3 separate regions of the Mus musculus genome follow, and all the other regions are linked to region 2. A link is a contact called in public Hi-C and HiChIP or PLAC-seq data. All regions are on one chromosome and are shown on one strand. The core of a region is the stretch at or near the end of the contact, and the rest is flanking DNA. Distances in the headings are between cores, read along the strand shown. Region 1 overlaps Gm34752 (a long non-coding RNA gene). Region 2 holds the start of Epha1 (Eph receptor A1). Region 3 has its middle 19 kb from the start of Gm38798.

Region 1 (2,912 bases), core at 172-2,671, 140 kb before region 2:
CAATGACAAGATGTCTCAAAAGAGATACCAAAGTATTCTAGAGCCTAATATAAGTGACTATGGCCCAAGAATCAGAGTTTGGTTTCCTCAAATTCCAGATCACACCATGGCAACAGTTTCATGATGATGTTATAGTAACAAAACAAAGTCATAATAAATATAAAGAGCAGGTAGCAGGTTATAACTAATTGGGGGAAATTCTGCTGTAGGCTCCAGATGCTATCTGATGACATTCCTAGCCTTCTGTTTGGAGGAAGCTAGTATCTACTCAATTAATAACACTCCAAAATGTTTTACCTGATAGTCACAGAGATGAGCAAGTCTCATCACTATGAGACTAAAGATAGCCAAAGATAAACTGGAATTAGGATGTGGACCTGCTACATTGCAACCTCTGCAGTTATTAAAGTCCTAATAAGCCAACCAGCGTGTAGAAACTTCAAGGTGAGATGTGGCTTCTTTCTAGTATGTTTTGTTCACATTCTATTCCTCAGTGGGACAATGTTTACGGATATCTTTGAGATGCAGAGGTACATACATGTAAGCATGCTTTCTCTTCCTCAGCAAAGCAGGCAAACAGTTCCTAACCAGATCAGAACTAAAGAGTGCTCTAGCAAAGAAGCTGGCTGACTTTTATGGGAATTTTTGGCCAGACCTGAAGGAAGATGAAGAAAGTATATAAGTCAGAACCATGAAGCATGTTGTTCCTTTCCTTGGCAATCGGGCAGAGTAGTGGCTCAGACAGAGAGATGACTCTTCATCAGAACAGAGAAAATGAGAAAAAACAATAACGCTTGTTGCTTCCACAAAGAGCTTTCAAACCCAGTTTCCCTCTTGAATACTCACTCTTAACCTCCACCTTAATTTCCTTACTTGGTCTCTAGTCTGGCTTCAGTGTCTATGTCCACTTAACCAGAACAGATTTTCTCAACAGGGATCCATGCAGTCTTTGTGGTGTATCCCTATAGCCCACACTGGCTCCACTCAACCTTCACATACAGAAACCCTGTCTACAGCCACAGTTGTAATCCAGACCACGAGCTGAGGATATCTAGGACAGTATACACATAAGATAAAGCCCGAGGAACAGCACCAATCAATGGAACTTCTAAAAAGTGGTTTCCAGAATCTGTTCTGCAATACTAACTGTGGCATAAAACACTTTGGTTTTGTTGCAGAGAATCGTTGGAACAGTTTGTATTTGAAAAAGAGGGGAAAAAAGAGAAAGGCTTGACTTTACAAGACTTAACAAGATACAAGAAAATGTGTGTGGAAATAAAAATTAATTTGTTTGTAGCATTTGGCTTGGGCAGTACCATTTTTGTAGCGTGTTAAAAAATACTTAACATTCCTGGAGAGTTTAACAGACAGTATACTCAGTGTTATGAGCTATGCATGAATTATCTCATTTCATTTTCACAGAAACCTCCTGAGACAGGCATGATCAGTCACCCCTTTTACTTTGGAAGAAACTAAGGCCACAGATACATTGGCTTGCCTGTATAAATTCACAGTGAAGCCAAGAGATCAACTTGGGTATACAGATTGCAAAATCCTTCCTGTTAGACATCAGCCATGCTCTCCCTAATTCATGCTGTATGGACAGTGGCTCAGGAAATGTCATGGTGGGGATAGGATTCCAGACCCAGACCACAAAATCTCTTATCTTTGAGTTCTGCAAATAAAGAGACTTATTTACTACACAAACTGAATTCACAGTAGAAAATAACTATTCTTTCTTACCCTCATGTTCTCAGATCTGAACCATGGGAATAACGTTTCTCCCTCATTTAGACTAAATCTAACATACATCACATAAAGTCTTGGTTCTTATAAAATAAGAAGAGTTTCAGTCATCTTATGCTCCCCAAAGTACTCATTTCATTAGCAAAACTATCTACTTCCAAAGAAAGTCAAAGTCCTGTGCCTCCTTCCAGGGTGAAGCTGTTTCTTGCCCTCTGTGGTGATTTGAATCAAAATGGCCCCCTGAGGCTCATAGCATGTGCCACTATTAAGACATGTGGCCTAGTTGAAGGAAATGTGTCATTGGTGGTAGACTTAAAGGTTTTAAATGTTCAAGCCAGAAGCAGTGAATCTCTCCTCCTATTGCCTGTTGATTTTCATTTTTGAACTCTTAGCTACCTCTCCAGCACCATGTCTCCCTGCATGCTGCCATGATGATAATAGACTAAACCTCTGAACTGTAAGCCAGACCCAATTAAATGTTTTCCTTTATAAGAGTTTCTGTAGCCATGATGTCTCCTCACAGCAATAGAAACTCTGACTAAGACACCCTCTGTCTCATAAACTTAAGATGAGGGAAGTCAACTGTTCTTCTGTCTTCTCCCAACTGTTCTTTACCACATTCCTCCATGCTTAGCTACTTAGATGGCTTCAGCTACCTCTTGATTGGGAGAAAAGCATGTCTTCATTGATATATAACTTTATAATCTGTAAACAGTAAGGCTGGTTGCTTGCATCTTCATGGTATCCTTAAAGGTTCTAATGGACCCTTTGCAGCTCCAATGATTCAGGCAGAATTCTATTCCATCATTTCTGCTGCAATCACCCATTCCCTTTGGTTGACCACTTACGATTTTCCCTTCTAGACACAAGCATCTCAGGATCTATCTACATTATTGGGATCATGTTTTCTATAAAGCATCTCTTATGTGAGGGTCAAAATGAGACCACACCAGCTTACTTCCACAAAGCCAATCTCTGGTCCACAAGAGCCTTAAGCATCTCTATTATGGTTTCAGGAGAGATGCTATGCAGCCCTCTCTAACTCTCTGCTCTGCCCTCTCAAGATGCTCTAGCCAGTCTTCTTACCAGTTCTTGGGCTCCCCAAGCCTCAAAGTGTACAAAAGAATGGCAACTGGTTCAAAAGAAGGCACACCTTTAAGTGAAAG
Region 2 (2,791 bases), core at 40-2,539:
AACATTTAGTTCTTCCCATTGAACATGGTTTTTCCAATGACTATTATATATTACATTTACTTATTTATGTCAACAAGAGTAGGGTAGGTCAAGAAATTAGGGATCATATTTATCTACCAATACTTATATATTTTTTTAAAATGGAAAATAAGAAGAAGCATTAATTCTAATAGTATCTACGATCTACCACTTCCCCTCCAGTACAATGACCAAAATATGCAACAATTTAAATGGTAAAAAGATATGCGTGAGTCATATTAATGGGGTGAAGCCAGAAAAGGATGAAAAAGAGGGGCCCCAGGGACTGGAGCCATGAGTGGCTGCATAGCTCACACTGCTAGCCTGTTTTCATCTCTTTGGGGTTCCGCCCTGCTTACCTTATAGTCATCTGTGTGCTGACTTCAGCTCCCCCTACCCCCTAGCCCTCTTCAGACAAGTAATTTGTTTAGGATAAGTACTTTACTGTCTCTGAGCTTAAAACACATACATAGTGAAAGCTGAACAGACATCTATTAAGTAGGATGGGAGGCAGTCCCAAAGAGAGAGCCCAGAGCTGCCACCTCTTCACTAAAACTGTACTGGAAATGCTCCCCAGGTCCCCGTGTCTGCACCGTGGGTATAAGGCAAAGTTCAAACTCCTCCTCCTGTTTACCAAAACCTTCCCGGTTCTGGTCCACACCTGTCTTTCTGCCCTGGCTCCCAAGACAAATGCTGTGCCCCAGCAGTCAAACTGGTCCATGTACCACTCCCTGAGCACACCTTGAGGCTCCCTGCCTGCAGGCCTTTCTCAATCTCAATCTTTCTCTGCCACTAAACACCCTGGTCACGCCAGCTTCCCCCCCCCCCCCCCCTGAGGATTACTCCTGACTTTGTTAAGGATTGTACCAATTTGCATGGTTGTCATCGAAGCCGAACAGGATGAAGGAATGTCTCCCACTCCTAAATTTCCAAGTGAGCATGACAAGTCTCGAGTCCACAGAAAAGAAAGGGAGTAAAACGGAGATCTTTTTTAAGTCAAGCTGAATTCGATTGAAAGCTGGATCAAAACTGGGTTGGGTTTAGGATACATTTAAGAATGTCTGTCTAGTCAATTCCTAGCAACACCCACTAGGCGGCGCCTTCAGTCTCATTCCAACCAAGACGCCTCCAGGTTTTAAAGTTTATTACCTGTCTAACAAGTTTCCTTCCTGTCCTCCTGTCCCTTTAAGAAGGTGAACCAGGTGAGGCTGAGGCCCCGCCCCTCATCTGGCCCCGCCCTCCGCCCCCGCCTAGCCGGCCTGGATCGCCCAGTCCCTCGCGACCTGGCCCAGCCGTAGGGGCCGTGGTCCCAGGTCCCGGCCGGCGCCATGGAGCGGCGCTGGCCCCTGGGGCTTGCATTGCTGCTGCTGCTGCTCTGCGCCCCGCTGCCCCCGGGGGCGCGCGCCGAGGAAGGTACCGACCCCCGCCCTCTCCCTTTCCCGGCTGACGGGCAGCAGCCTGCAAGAGCCGGCATTCCTGAGGAGGCCCTCTTCCCCGAGCCCCACTACTTCTCCCTGGCTTCTCCCCAGTAGCGGGAAGATCGATTGGCCAGGCCAATCTTTGGTCTTTAACCCCAGACTCCTGCCCACGGGATCAGTCACCCCTACTCTGTTGGCCAGCACTATTTGCTGCGGTTGGAGAGGGAGTTCCTGACCACAGCCAGGAAGCTGCATTCCTACTGCAGCATCATGGGACCCTCCAAATGCCCACCCCTGACTTTGCAGCAGCACTCAGAAGTCTGAGGCGGAAAGCCTCCTTCTGCCAGCCTAACCGGAGCACAAATAATCCTCCAGTGGTGGAAGGATTAGAACTTTTGGGATTGCTAGGTGTAGGGGTCCAATCTTCCACCTAAAGTTTTGCACACTCTGTCCATGCCCCTCCCACTTCCCAAAATCATAGCTTCACCTAAGGCCCCACCTCCTCTACCCTCACCTACCAGAGCAGGCCACTGACAACTGGAGTCAAAATCCAGCAGGATCCCCCTGCCAGGGTCCCACTCAGGACTACAAAGGCTTAGCTTCCCTGACGTCCGCCCACGGCATCCTTGCAGATGTTCTCCAGGGCTCCGTGGGTGCCACGTCTGGGGTTGCTCTTCCAACGCTTGCCGTCCTGACTCTGGTTCAGGCACCAGTCCCCCAGCCCTTGCCCCACTCTGCCTTTCTCCTCTGCCTCAGGATGTCACACTGTTAGGAAGACGTTCTGGGCAGCCTCGGACTGGGGAGTCCCAGAATACCCAGTGTAGGGAGTTGGGTACCACCACCCCAGGGATGACATCGTTCTTTTCTCCCCCATTCAGTCACTCTAATGGACACAAGCACAGCACAAGGAGAGCTGGGCTGGCTTCTGGATCCCCCAGAGACTGGGGTAAGTATTTGAAGGACCTGGGAAAGTTCAAGTTTGAAGGCCAGTGGGAAATGGGGTGGAGAGGTGGGTGGAGGAACAGAAAAGAGCAGGAAAAACTGGAAGTGTCTCCTCAAAGAGGGGGAGGGGAGCTGAGTCAGAGGCTCCTGAATGGTACTCCTAGGGAGCTGGGGGGTGTCAAACTCCACTCAGTGGGACTATCGCTACTCCCTCACCCTCCTACCATAGGGTTGGGGGTGGGGGTATGAGCTCTCGACTCCCAGGGAGAGTATGCCTATGCTAAGGAAGGCTGGATGAGAGCTGAGACACCTGGAAAGCATGCCCCAGTCTCAGCTCCGTTCCTTACAGTGGAGTTATGTGGATGGTTTTCTGAACATTAGAGAACTCCATAAAAGGGTAAATGATGGATGGA
Region 3 (2,814 bases), core at 217-2,716, 190 kb before region 2:
TTTTCTGGAATCTAGAAGGCTACAAAATTAAGAATGATGGAATATGAAAGATTCCGATGAAGATGCCATGGGAAGAATATATGGACACACTGTCACATCACATGAAGAAGGAAAAGATAGCTGGTTTAATGTGGGCCACATGGGTAGCTACTGAGAAGGAAAAGGCAATACCTCTGCTTAATTTCATCCAACTAGTAAAAATGTAGGTAGAAAGAAAGAGTGGGAGTGAGAAGAGGAGAGGAGAGAAAGGAAAAGAAGGGAAGGAAAAAGAGAAGGGTACAAAAAGCAGGGACCTAGCTGCTGTCAGGAGGGAACACATGTGTAAGGAAGAGAAGACTCGGCTTCCATCCTGCCAGGCAGCACGTGGTGGAGACACTCTTAAAGCAGCGCATTTGTGCATGCGTCTTATATGCATCTACACCTGCTTTTAGCAAACGTCACTAAAACCATAAGCAAGAACTTTAAAAAGACACACATCTTCAAGAATCAAAGAAATGAGAGCAGTGGGGAGAGCCAAGAAGTTTAAAGCTTGACAGAACAGGTGGGTAGAAAAATCAATGAGGCAGATGAAGGAAACCAGAGATCTAAGCTGGAAGTAGTCTGAAAGTGCAGAGGTATATGGAAGATTACCAGACAGTGTCCAGAACCCAGCAAGAACGAAATGACAGGGAGGCATAAAATACAGACACGTTTAAAAGTCTTCTCAGAAGCTGCCGACAATAGCTGCCATGTAGTTCCCGGCAGAAAGCAAAAAGGTTGAGTGAGTGAACTCTGTATTTAAAGATGCCATACACAGGGCAAAGCAGGTCCTATGCTCAGAAGAGGAGCCCTGACAAAGATTCAGCATTCTACCTGCTTGTCTCTTTCCCTAGAGATTTCCAGGTTGTGAGCAGCTAGGCTTATTCCTGACAGGTGACAATCAATAGATCCCTTTCTAAGTATGCTGGCATGGCCAGGGAAGACAGCTAGAGCTGTCATTTACAGATCTCCCGCTGAAATCACTGAAGTACCAACCAATTTCCAAAGCCTACCAAATGATAGTCCATGTTTTATATTGACCCACTTACAAATAAGAACAAAGAACCAAGAAATACCAACATATGAATAAGTGGTCCATGGGGTAGAAAAAGAGTCAGGGCTATGGCAAAAATGTCTATGACTGGATAGAGTAAACACACAGCCTATTATGGTAAATAAACTCAAAGACTTATACTATTGTCTCAGTGTTCAGGGAAAGTATTGATAGCCACAGAGAGTGCTATGCAAACAGTCAATGAGGTAATTATTAATACCAGGGGAAGTAAAAATTTTACAAGAAAAACGACATAATAATTAGTGGTGATAAAATAGCTATAACTCAGTCATAATTAAGATGAACATAATTATTCACAGTGAGTATTGTTCAATACTCAAGTCATGATGTCATTGTTATGCCAGGAAAAGAAGTGTGTGTGTTTCTCTGGTATGTGTTTATGTTGGAAAGGGTAGTATAGGAAAGCCAAGGTCTCATTTCCACAGCTGTCAGCTGGGAAATAGCAAGCAGAATTGAAAATAAAAAACACACGCAAGGGAAGATTTAAAACTACCATGGCAGTTGATAAATGCTTGCCTGGCAGAATAAGAACCCGAGTTTGATCTTCTTCTACAAAAATTCACATTTAACAAAGGAATGGGAGAGGGTGGTGCTAGTATAACATGCTCACTGTAATCCCAGGAGTTCACTAGCTAGACAGCAAATTTGGTAAGCTTCAGGACAATGAGATACCTTCAAGAATTATGAATAATAATAAATAACATTATGGTAGTATAAACATTAAAAAAGAAAAAAGGTAGATGGCACTTGAGGAACAAATTGGGGTTGGTCTGGCCTACAAAGGTACACACACACAAACACACACACACACTCAGCACCTGTTCACACATGAATAAGCACACACATACATACAAGCACATAAACAAAAAATTATATTTCTAAAATTGTCATATAATGTTTCAAAATGTCTTTAATGTTAGTTACCCCTCTCCATATTCCTTCCCCCTACCCTATTTAGCCCTATCTGCAAATGGGGGCAGGGGTGAATATGTTCATGATACAGTGTGGAAAATTCTGAAAAATATATTAATAAAATAGGAAAAATATTTCTAAGTGTCAGAAGACACAACTAATGGAACAGCAACTGAAGACAACTCAGCCTTCCATAACTGTGTTTTTATTGTAATTATGATAAGAAGGCAACTAAACTAATTTTATTTTCTTAACAGAAGCTTTTGTAAGAGGTGATGGGACAGCCATAAGAGAGGCTTCCATTCAAGCATAAGCAAGGAGTGATATTCCCAATAACTCAGAGGAACAAAGCTACCTGCTAAGGAGCTAGGAGAATTCCCAGATACAGCTCTTGGAAGAATCCTGGAGAAAACAGCCCAGCTGCCTGTTTCACTGTGATGTAGCTTCCTTACACTATCCTAGAATCAGTAACAAGATTGAATTTCAGGGTTGCAGAGATGGTGCAGTAGTTAAGAGCACTGGATGTTCTTCCAGAGTGTATGGGTTCAATTCCTAACACCCACCTGGTGGTTCACAACATCTCATCCAGTGCCCTCTCCTGGACTCCACAGGCACCAAGTATGTATATAGTGCACAGATAAACATGTAGGCAAAACACCCATACACGGGAAAATTAATTAGTGTTTTATAAGATTTGTATCTTAGGCTCACTGCCTCTAGAGGTCTTCTGCATTTAAGAGACGTATGCAGAGAACTTGCAGAGTGTGAGGCCTCTGGGGGAGAAGATGAGCTTGTTTGGTAACGGCTCT

The links. Hi-C and Micro-C count contacts between places; a contact is called where the count stands out from the background. HiChIP or PLAC-seq counts read pairs in DNA pulled down with a chosen protein or histone mark.
Region 1: a contact with region 2 is called in a Hi-C map of adipose-derived mesenchymal stem cells, with 2.1 times the contacts expected there. The contact joins the enhancer-like site here to the promoter of Epha1 in region 2. A contact is called at or near these places in 1 of 15 datasets of contacts at CTCF or cohesin (the NIH/3T3 cell line) and 1 of 484 Hi-C or Micro-C datasets (adipose-derived mesenchymal stem cells).
Region 3: an H3K27ac HiChIP or PLAC-seq map of embryonic fibroblasts shows a contact between it and region 2, with 4 times the contacts expected there. The contact joins the enhancer-like site here to the promoter of Epha1 in region 2. A contact is called at or near these places in 6 of 39 promoter capture datasets (the 3T3-L1 cell line, cancer-associated fibroblasts, cranial neural crest and 2 more), 1 of 15 datasets of contacts at CTCF or cohesin (the NIH/3T3 cell line), 12 of 484 Hi-C or Micro-C datasets (B cells, the STO cell line, adipose-derived mesenchymal stem cells and 8 more), 6 of 115 datasets of contacts at active chromatin or transcription factors (the NIH/3T3 cell line, embryonic fibroblasts, embryonic stem cells and 3 more) and 1 of 9 other capture datasets (adipose tissue).

What each region holds. Positions count from the first base shown.
Region 1 is chr6:42,512,185-42,515,096 of GRCm38.p6, reverse strand. The region is part of intron 1 of Gm34752 (a long non-coding RNA gene); the gene reads right to left. Among named protein-coding and RNA genes, the nearest start is that of Gm34752, 4.0 kb to the right of the region's middle. Within about 2 kb of position 1,421, at least 22 of the 459 cell types and tissues checked have an H3K27ac peak or open chromatin away from gene starts, as enhancers often do. A contact at or near this core is called in the NIH/3T3 cell line and adipose-derived mesenchymal stem cells, where this site is marked.
Region 2 is chr6:42,371,766-42,374,556 of GRCm38.p6, reverse strand. It overlaps Epha1 (Eph receptor A1), which reads left to right and starts at 1,289. Exons shown (of 18, transcript NM_023580.4): 1 at 1,289-1,431; 2 at 2,315-2,382. The coding sequence starts at 1,347. The region is part of intron 2 of 2010310C07Rik (RIKEN cDNA 2010310C07 gene); the gene reads right to left.
Region 3 is chr6:42,561,188-42,564,001 of GRCm38.p6, reverse strand. No RefSeq gene overlaps it. Among named protein-coding and RNA genes, the nearest start is that of Gm38798, 19 kb to the left of the region's middle. Within about 2 kb of position 1,466, at least 5 of the 459 cell types and tissues checked have an H3K27ac peak or open chromatin away from gene starts, as enhancers often do. A contact at or near this core is called in embryonic fibroblasts, where this site is marked.